Regions from separate parts of the Anas platyrhynchos genome. Here region 2 is linked to region 1. The links are chromatin contacts, called in public Hi-C maps. All regions are on one chromosome and are shown on one strand. Each heading gives the region's core, a stretch centred on a gene start, on an enhancer-like site or on the middle of the called end of the contact. The rest is flanking DNA. Distances are from core to core; before and after follow the strand shown. Region 1 holds the start of S100P (S100 calcium binding protein P). Region 2 overlaps TBC1D14 (TBC1 domain family member 14).

Evidence for each region. A called contact is a pair of places that touch in the nucleus more often than the background predicts.
Region 2: a contact with region 1 is called in a Hi-C map of skeletal muscle, with 2.1 times the contacts expected there. The contact joins the enhancer-like site here to the promoter of S100P in region 1. A contact is called at or near these places in 2 of 8 Hi-C or Micro-C datasets (liver and skeletal muscle).

The regions. Positions count from the first base shown.
Region 1 is chr4:67,759,203-67,764,648 of IASCAAS_PekinDuck_T2T, forward strand. S100P (S100 calcium binding protein P) reads left to right here and starts at 2,780. Exons shown (of 3, transcript XM_005016233.6): 1 at 2,780-2,806; 2 at 3,434-3,539. The coding sequence starts at 2,780.
Region 2 is chr4:67,938,914-67,944,359 of IASCAAS_PekinDuck_T2T, forward strand. TBC1D14 (TBC1 domain family member 14) reads left to right here. Exons shown (of 14, transcript XM_027457429.3): 10 at 915-986; 11 at 2,368-2,496. Among named protein-coding and RNA genes, the nearest start is that of CFAP184, 22 kb to the right of the region's middle. Within about 2 kb of position 3,423, at least 1 of the 8 cell types and tissues checked has an H3K27ac peak or open chromatin away from gene starts, as enhancers often do.

The sequences.
Region 1 (5,446 bases), core at 1,530-4,029:
GTGGACAACTTCTGTTACCTCAGGGTGCGACCTCTCCTTCTGTCATTGCAATAGGAACACAAAGGTAGTCATGGAAGCCTTAATACGAACCTTAAACCTGAATATAGAAATCCTGTAAAGAGCATCCAGGAAATTATTTAATCATGGACTGAAAACTAGACAGAAGTATTTACACTGTAAATATTAATTTACTGGCTGTAGTATATTCATTGATTTTACAATCTAATATGGCTAAATCTAGTGCACTAGTAAATGTGTTTAAGACGAGTCAATATACAATGGTAAAATACATTTCCCATGCTTCAGCTTTGCCTGACGGCAGTAATCTAACTCTCAGCTCAGAAATTCACAGCCAATTAATTGACCTTGGTCTTCACAATTTTACCTGTCTTTAAACTTCATTTAAATAGTATGGGACTTTAATAATTGGATTTGTGAAATAAATGTTAAGGGTATTTTAAGAAGTAAATGATAATAAAATGGTAAAGACCAACGCATTTGGAAGAACCCTCAAAATAGCTAACAGAACTGATTCATCCTGTCACCAAGCACCACATGTGCTGGTAAGACCTTCTTCCTGTTTACACATTGCCATTGCCTGTTTAGTTTAATCACTTTGTGTTTTGTAGAATGACGTAGTAGCTGCATCATTTAGACATACATAAATTTGCCGTGCATTGTGGAAACAGAATGACCTTTAAAAATCATTACCTAGACTTACAGCAAGTTTTCACAGTCAGTGCAAAGGAAAACCCCACTCTTCAGTAAATAAAATGTGTTGGTAAGCTAAATTCAACAGAATATCCAGGACACTGGAAAATATACTTTTTTTTTAAATAATTTTGTCTCAGTGTGGAATATGCAATGCTTGTTTTTGAGTAAAATGCTACCCCCACACCAAGAGAAAAATAAAGTGCTTTTTAGTACTGCTGCTGAGATGGAACATATGAAAAACAGTAGATTCGTCATTTAAATTGTGCTTTCTTCCCCCTGTGCTTCTTATGTTCTAATACATAACAGATTTGTGAAAATTGTCAAAAGGTTGCTCTCCTGTAACTTCCTGAACCTTTTGGAATAAATGTTAAGGGGTGATAAGCTCTAATAGCAGTTTAACTTTTCAGCTGTCCCAGCAGTGACTGTGACACAAATGGCTCTTCAGAGCTGATAAATGCATTTATTCAGACTTTTCCAAAACAGAAGCTGCTGCGAAAAGTATAAGATAAAATTTATTCTCAAAGAGAAAATCATCACAAAATCGCATAAATCTCATGTAAGCCTGAATGTCTGGCCAAGTACCATGAAATTTACGCATCTAGATGGTTTTTGGAAATGACTTAACTGTGAACATTAGTATCTTATAAATAATGTAAATTTTTGGGCCAAGTCAGGGACAGCAAGACCTAATTCTGGATAAACCCTCGGTAACACCTCACCCAAGCTGTTGTCTATACCATTTCTTGAAGAAAGAAACCTGAGAGAAGCAACCAATGGCAATTATTTACATTAAAATAATAATATAAAATTTAACCAAACCCACAGGAAATGTATTATCTCACAGGGTAGCTGGACAGGCATCAAAACACTTCTTTCTCTCCCACAAATACCTCCTATTTGTACTCTGCTTTGTTTCTGTGTTTTGTTCCTATTTTGCAAACAGTTGTAATAGTCTGTTCCATGCCTTGTGCTCCAAGCTGCTATTTTTAATGAAAAACAAATTAGAAGAAAATATTTAACCAATGCAAAACGTGTGAATTGAAAAGTCTGAGCAGCACTGATGTGTGTGCATGCTCATGAATACAAATATGCCATGTTAAAAAGAAAAAAAAGATAAAAAACAGATGTTATTAGTATGGTGACCTTTCCATTTGTAGAAATTCAAGTCCTGTGGTTTATTTTGTGTTTTTGCACTTTCGGAGGCACCGCCTCAAAAACTGCGTCACCTTTGTTTGCACAGAAAAGTGGGTCAAGAATGAGGAGATCTTTTCTGCCAGGTTATGTGACAAAGGTGTGGCCATAAAGACCAATATCCTATTGACTGAAGCTAACGTTCTCCCCCTCTCTGTCTTTTTAGGTGGTTGTTTTTTGTTTTTTGTTTTTTTTTTTCTCTTCCTCTGCGTTACTAGCATGAATGAAAATGATTAAAGTCGTGAGAATTAGTGAAGTAGGCACCTTATTTTGCTGGGATTTCTTCCAGAGGGAGGAACTGATTTCTCTCCAATGGCCATGTTTAACGATGTTACGAATGTGTGTCAAACAACAAGTTCATGGCCCTCAAAGCATCAGCGACTGGCACTGTGTGCATGCAAACACCAGACCATGCTCATTGCTGGCAAGGCCTCATTGTTTGCTTTCTTCTTCTTCTGAGGAAAACCACAGGTTTCAACAGGCACTTTAATGTAAAAACCTTCAAACTTTACCGAAAACCATTACCCATTTAATGCAAATCAACTGCAACTATGTCATAAGGCTGAAGCCATGGGAAAAAAACAGCTTTTGCGAAGTGTTTAAATGAAGCATGCAGCTTGAGACATTGCAGTGGCTTTCCAGGAGATACCAAATCAGTTACTGGGGAACGTAAGAAAGAAAATCATGCTGTTGTTTCTTTCAAGGAGGTACTAGATTTACGTATATTTGTGATGTATCGTCTTGCTCTGAGGCATCATAAATGTTACAGAACACATTTTGTCTGATGAAGAAGTGGCTACAGCTGTCTGTCAGAAGAGTTAATTTTTAAAATTCTTCTCACTTCAAAACAAATTTTGGCTAACTACTTTGTAGCATGACACAGCTGGAAACTTACCTTCACGTAGTCAGAGGTACACCCAAAGACATCCAAACTCAGCCTTAATTTTGGGAAGCCATAATCGGGGTCTTCTACAGGGAATGTTTCACCATGGGATGCATCATGCTCTTCATGCAGAGTGCTCTAGTTTTGAGAGGTTCCCCCAAAACATTTTCTCACACTTGCTTCTAGAATAGATGTAAGGCACCTTAAATGAGCTCCTGCATGTTTAGTGTAGCTGCCTGGCATTCAACAGAGTGACTCTGCTGCTTGGACAGAAGTTTTAACCCATTCCCTGTTGAGTGTAGCTGGTCACCTTCTGCCATCTGAGCTGCCACTTCCATGTAATGTCCTCTGCTGTGTGTAGGCAGCAGCTGGAGATTGAGCAATGTGGGTTCAGTGCATTTTCTGCCAGCCACATGGCATGATAACGCTGGAGCTGTGAAGAGCTGTCAGTACTGAGGCGTGCAGTACTCCGAGCGGCACCCGGTATGGGTATTTGCTGACTGATAAGTGTCCCTCTGGTGAGCAACCACTGGGTGGGACAGGAGCATAAAGCACCTCCAATAAGGCCCATCTCCATCCTTCAAAAGAAACCCGAGGCTGTTCCAGCTGAGGAGAAAGCCAGACCCCAGCAGTGGTGTGTCCCAGATGGAAACCATTGCTATCTTTGACAAGTATGCGAAGACAGCAGACAACACACAAACCCTCACCAAAGGAGAACTAAAGACCCTCCTGGAAAAAGAACTCCCAAACTTCCTCTCAAAAAGAGCACGGCTTAATTTCTGTATTATGGCAAGGGCCGCAGGCTTTATACATTACAGGGGAAGTTGCATCCAGAAACATGCAGTGGTTTGTAGAAACTTTTCTAAGTACGCCACTTGAATAAAACTGGAGTAAATGTAAAACTGATTCTGATAGTCAGAGGTATTCTCCATTTACCAAGTTCATCAAGTTGTCAGGACCACAGCTTTGAAATAGGTTGTTTTTTGTCTTCAGAATTAATCTACTTTTTATTCCCAGATTTATAATCTTACATGATGTCACGGCTGCTGGGAAGGTCTTGACTAGAGATGCAGAACCTCTCTACATATTTCTACACTTACTTTCCCTAGGTATTTATATCTGCATACTTAGTATGCGCATCAAAAGGATGCACAAACACAAAGAGCAACAGATGAATGCAGATCAAACTGTTTAGCACCTGCCTTTAATAGTAAAAGAAAGGCCTGAAAAAGTAGTTTACATCATAGGTTTGCATGTATGCCTCATGTACATTTAAATAGTTTATATATATATATATACATATAAATAAAATATCTCCACGCAGGTATTCAAAATTCTTAATACATTATAGCAAAAGCTTTAGTTGCCTGGGAAACCAAATGCTTTTCCTTTTCAATTGTTTTTTATTTGCTTATCTTTGCTAAAAATATCTATAAAATGTTTTTTAAAATCTTGCTCTTTGCACAGAGTACTAACATTTATTTGTACATCCAATTATTCTTCTTAAATGCAAAAATCTAGAATGAAATGTTCCAAATGTGGCTGCCATTTTTTGTATCCTGTATAATTCAATTTTTTAACAACTACTTCAGGGCACTGTAGACGGTACTTGACATGAGTTAGTCTCTTTACAAGGAAGCTGCATGAAACCATGGTATGAAATCCATGCCTGCTGGATTTATGACTCACAAATTAAATACAGATGCAACATTCAGAATAAAAATCTGGATGGCTCTGCATGAATAGAAGAAAATGTCTCTGAAATTATTTTAGATCAGTGGTTGTGACCCAAAAGAGTCATAGTAAGCTGTTCATGGTCATGGACTTGTATTTAGTCAAAGTGTCTCCACAAGAAGAAAATCAAAAACAAAACACAACAAACAAGCAACAACAACAAAACATAATTATAAAGGGGTATGAAATACCCCCAAAACATGACATTTGACGTTTGGCCTATGAAGAGCTGAGGAGCCCCAATGACAGCTGAATGAGATGATGCTCAGGGCTGGCCCTGGATATGTTTGCAGGGCACCACCTGCTCCAGTTGTACGCAACTGCTCCTCCAGTCCTAACTACTTCCTGAAATCACTGGAAATAAACCAACATTTTCCAGGAGGGTAATTAGCTAAATGTGCTGTCATTTTCTAGTCTCCATCTCCATTTCCCATCTTTACATACTCTAGAGAAAAAGAAAAAAAAAAAGAGAGAGAGAGAAAAAAAGAAAAAAAAAGAAAAAGAAAAAGAAAAAGAAAAAGAAAAAGAAAAAGAAAAAGAAAAAGAAAAAGAAAAAGAAAAAGAAAAAAAGAAAAAGAAAAAGAAAAAGAAAAAGAAAAAGAAAAAGAAAAAGAAAAAGAAAAAGAAAAAGAAAAAGAAAAAGAAAAAGAAAAAGAAAAAGAAAAAAAGAAAAAGAAAAAGAAAAAGAAAAAGAAAAAGAAAAAGAAAAAGAAAAAGAAAAAGAAAAAGAAAAAGAAAAAGAAAAAGAAAAAGAAAAAGAAAAAGAAAAAGAAAAAGAAAAAGAAAAAGAAAAAGAAAAAGAAAAAGAAAAAGAAAAAGAAAAAGAAAAAGAAAAAAAGGAGGGGGAAGGGAAGGGGAAAGGGAGAGGGGAAAGAAATAAAAAGGGAAAGGAAAAGAAAAAGGAAAAGATAAAAGAAAAGGAAA
Region 2 (5,446 bases), core at 2,173-4,672, 180 kb after region 1:
AGCAGACCTCGTGAGAGAACAAGTTCCTAGAGCTTTTGGAAGTTTAGAAAAGGCTAACTCTAAGGTACTCATTGGGAGGAAGGAAAAAGCAATCTGCTGGCTTATCATTATGTCTTGATTCATCTAATTAAGTTCACACTGGTTTCTGTCTAGGTGATACAGGCTAGTATTTCCTAGTCAGTGAACCAACACTGTTAGGTTGCAAATAAATGGTGAGAGAACACAGCTCAAGCAAGCAAAATTTGGTCACCCTTTTTTTGGTGTTGTTCCATGAAAGGCCAATGTAATTTGTGTGTTTTTGGTGTGCTTTAATTACTCATTTTAAGCAAATATTTTGTCTTTCTATACACAAATTTCAGCATGCTTATTAAAAAATGTAGGTTTTGATGAATCAGCATTCTTGGGTAGAAAACTTCTCCCTTTGGAAATTCTCAGCCAGTTATCATACTCCTTGTAAGATATGGCAGCTGTTAATAGTCTACAACATAAAATTCTTTCTGGCTATAGATGTCATGCTGGATAGGATCTGTGTGTGTATGTTAGAGCATGTTGTTGTTTTAACCATTCTCTTCATGATTGCATTCTGCCTCTAGTCTAATAGACAATGAAGTAGTTCTCATTAGTGATCTGCCTTCTTGGCACAATTGTCAAAAAGCTACTAAGCTATACTGAATCTCTTAGGCTTATATGCCTCTTGTACAAGAATATAATGCGTAACTGATGGATTGAATGAACTGTATGCATCTGTAATGTAAAGCTAAAGATTTTTTTGAAGGAGATGGGGGTGTTCAGAGCTCTAGAGGGAAACAATGCATCTTTAATTGAAAGTAATAGATACTGTCTGTAGCACTGAAGGGTCTTGAACATGTTTGTTACATACTTAGACATATTGTCTTGTTTTTGTTTAATTACAGGGGGGTCCTTACCATGACACGTTGCACAGTATTTTAGGAGCCTATACTTGTTACAGACCTGATGTAGGCTATGTAAGTGAATCATTTTTTCACGTGGGGTGGGGAGGGAGAACAAGGAGGAGGGAAGAGTGTGTTAATCAGCTGTAGACCAGCATTAAATTATTTTGTGAATAATTGTGGGGTTTCTGTGTGCTTATATGCCAATAGATGCTTGGGAGGTGTGTGTCATATATAATGGTTCTGCTGCTAAATTTAAACTTTTTAATAGGTTAAGTCATTGGAAAGCTCAAAAGTACGTATCTTTAGTGCTTGAAAATTGGTGTTGAAAGAGAAGATGTAGTTAAATTGGTCCTTTGAAGTACACACTGTTCTTAATGGCAGTGTTACTGAGGCTGTTCTGTTGAATTGTGTTTCTTACTCCTCTTGATAACGCATTTCTGTGCCTTAGGGTTGTGAGCTTCTGGAGCTGTCTGTAAAGCAGCATCCATCACAGCCACACGAGCTTCCTCAAAGTATTCAAAGTAGTGATTATGAAAGGACCAAGTGGATTTCAGATAATTTATTTAGTCTGGGGGAGAAAAAAGCAAAACAACAACAACAGAAAACTACAGAGCAGGGATGTGTTTAAGAGCTCGTTTATTTGGGAGCTATTGTTTTATAATGCAAATGTAGAAAAATATCATTCCTGTTCTGTGAGTAGCACTGGCTACTTGGCAACATCTGAACGTGACTGCCTGGAAACTAGAAGAAGAGCAGATGAGGTGGTGTGCTTCATTTGGCGTGGAACCTGTTGTTGTGTTAGGAAGGAGCTCGTTCCTCAGGTTTGCAGGAAGGACTGTCACACCTCGGTCCATGTGACCCGGTGATGGCAGCACTACACCCTTAGGGTGGGTGAGTTTTGCCTCAGTTCTGTGCCAATTCCATAATAAGCTTGTGGAAAAATGTAACAATATCATGAGTTTATGGTAAATGAAACACGCACTTAATTTAAAATGCTGCTGGTTGTCAAATGAGCCATTGCAGCTCTCCAGATCTACCAGGTTACTGATTGAAAAAGAAACATGGGTAGTCTCTAGTGTCCTAGTACAGCTTTTCAGAGATCAAGACATATACGCCCCATTCCTATGAGAAGAGGGACCAGAAAAAAATCTTCATTCAGATCTTCAGAAAGAGCTTCATTCTGCATAGTTGAGAGTGATGTCATTCTGGCCTTTTTTAGGAATTTTACTTGGAGTCTCTGAAAGGAGGCAACATGGGGATCATTAGCTTCCGTGCTCTCAGCATTCAGTACCAAGTGGTTATGCAGGTTAAAAATTCCTCCCTTTCTGAAAGTTTTGAAAATTCAATAGCTCAGCGAGTGTGTTAAACAGTTGTGATTGCAACGACAAAATGGGGCAGTGTTCTTGAAAAGAATACAGTTCTTGTTGAATTGTGATGCTTTTTCTTTCTTCAGGTACAAGGCATGTCATTCATAGCAGCAGTATTGATCTTGAACTTGGATACTGCAGATGCCTTCATTGCTTTTTCTAACCTTTTAAATAAACCCTGTCAGATGGCGTTTTTCCGTGTGGACCATGGCCTTGTAAGTATGCAGTGAAACTGTAGTCTACATACTGTGGATATGTTAAAAAACGAAACAAAACAAAACATGAGCTCAGTAGCCTGGAAAATGTCTGAATTTATTTTAAGGCAACATGCTTGATCATTTTTTGTTTTTTAAATAGCAGAGGCACACATATACCCCCTCCTCAACAAACAAACAAACCAAACTGGAACTGAAAACTCCCCACCAAGCTTTTGAACAGGCAGGTGAATGAAGTTGTTCAGCTGCTGAGTATTTTATGATGCTCAGAGAATAGTCATGAGAATATTGTTGTAGGTGTTCTTGAATTTGAGCACTGTAGATGAAAGCTGAAAACAGCTTAATAGTCTTAACAGTGGTTTGAAGGTGCTTTTTATCACAAACTAACACATTGCTTAAATAGGCTCCCAAAAGAGCTGGATTTCCCATCTCTTTACTCTGTAGCAATTATGTTTTCAAGATGGCATGGGGGAAATCAGATGAGCAGACACTGTCCTCCCCAATTTTTAGTGAAAGTTGGGTGCCTCATTCACACTCTGTTGTCTGAAATTCTTTGTTAGCATGTATACTGGGCTACTTGTGTACCACAGCAAAGTAAGACTCATCTCCTGAAATACAATTTTAATTTAGTTTTGAAGTGTTTTTCAAAAAAATTATGCCATTCTGTATTTACTTCTCACTTAGTCACCCATTAATGCTATAAAAATAGGGTCAGCTTTCTCAAGGGTTTAAATGGGAGAAATAAAGCAGGGGAATGGATAACATCAACAGTGATCACTTGCATTGGTTAAACAGTGGGACAGTAGAGATCCTATTGTAATTTTCTGCTGGAAAAACACGTGTAATTCCTTGTTACAGCTTCTGGGTCTCATCAGTTGTAAATGCCAGTGGGAGATGTACAACAGCTCAGACAGCATTGCTACAAGCTGTATCAATCATCTCCATAACTACTATTTGAAAAAGGAGGACATGCTCACTCATGCAGTGTGTAAATACAGATCTTTTGAAGCTGGTTTCAGAATTAAATTTTCTAGAATAAGATGTTTATTAGCTGTAATGGTGTTTCTAGTTTCCCCATGGATAGTGCCCTTTGGTTTTGTTAGCTTAGACAAGCAAAGGCTACGTGATAGAAGCATGCTTGCAGAACAGGAGAGGTGGTGCTACATGAAGGAGTATTAACGTGCTGTGAAATTGCAAAGCCATGATTCACACCCCGAGGAAAACTTTGTACCTAGTGATGAGACAAAGTGAGATGTTTTTGTCTTCCTGTGGTTAATCTTCAGATCTGTTGTGTATGCTGAACTTTTTTGTCAGTTTTACAGCTTAATACTCAAATGCTAATTTGTCTTATATTGGTTTTACTTTTTCTATTTTATTTAAGAGGTGCTTTTGGAAATCATAGAAATTTATTCTGATTTCACTTGATTTATTTTCTTGGTTAAATTTTTATTCCAAATGGATTTTTTTCATTACTACTAAGTAAATGTCTTATTGTATGTTGATTCGATCAAGATAAATACCTGAACCTTTACTGCATTTCTAATTGAGCTGCCTTCATTTCTATCAACAGATGTGATTGTGGCAGTTATGTGTAAAAATCCCTGCTTTAATGTACTTCTGATATCCTTTAGTAGGACTTCTTTTTACTGTGCTGTTGGCTTGTAAACAGAACATTTTGGAAGTGGGACTGTCTTGCATTACCTGCTTCCTTCTTTATGCTTATGAATCTCACACGGTGCTTGGACTTTGTGTATTTAAAAATACATATTGGGAAGTTTTCAGTTGTAGAGTTCTCTAAAGTGGGTTTCTAGGTTTCTGTTTTCCTGTTTACTGTGAAACTTTTTCTGGCTAACAGGTGGTTTAGAGATTTTACCTAACTTTGTACAGCTATTTCTGTAGCCTGCCCATCTCAGATTGGCTTGAGTCATTTTTTTTATGTGCTGCTCTTAATGAAGGTAGTCTAGAATTTGTCACTACATTCAGATGAAACAGGAAAACATTTCTGTAAGGCTATCAAAAAACAGGTAAGCATCTGTCATCCGTCTAAAGGGTTTCACACAAAAGGCTTCTCTTTTACTGTCATGGTGTGCTGGGGAAAAGCATGCTGGTACAACTTGTACTTCAAAGATAACCACAACCATTCTTTATTGCATTCTTTATTTACAAGAGATTGTAATTAAAAATACTGAGTCATTCAAGGACTTTGTTAAACCTTTCTTCCTGCAATAGTAAGAGGATTAGGGTGGAAAAGTTAAAAAAGACTTTTGTTTTTAATTCTTAGTTGGATAGGAAAGTTTTTGGGTTTTTTTTGCATGCCCTCTTTTTCTATTTTATCCAAATACTCAAATATTAAAAATAACATTCCAGTTTTCATGCTAAAACCAGTACAGTTAAGGGGATAAGGTATCAGATGGGGGTTGGAGTCTGTTTCTCTTGCATAAGTGTTTTGTCCTGATCTTCAGCTTTTCTGTGTGAACTTTCTCTGTCTCTTTACAGTAAAAATAACTATTATCTCATTTTTAAAACGTGTTATACAATTGAAGCTTTGGTATTAGAATATGATTTATGATTGGAGCCAAATGGACTCATCATTCTTGCTATGGGCTATTAAATTATTTCAGTTTTGTATTTCATTTTGTAATCCATTGGGTCTTGGATGTTATTCAGTGTAACGTTAGGTTACTGCCACAAACATAAAGCACCATTCTGTTATCATAATTATTTTGAGTAATCAGCAAATAACTTCTCTCCTGATGCTATTTTTCTTTCCAAAGGAAGCTGGCCAAGATCCACAACAATAATGACACTGTTTAATGTGAGAACAAAATATAGAATGGATCTTAAACTGTGTGTTTGCAGATGCTGTCTGTTGCACAAATGTTTAGCTCTGTATTCCATCATGTAATTCACATGATTTTTCTTTTGAAGAACATGAATCCAACAGCAGATA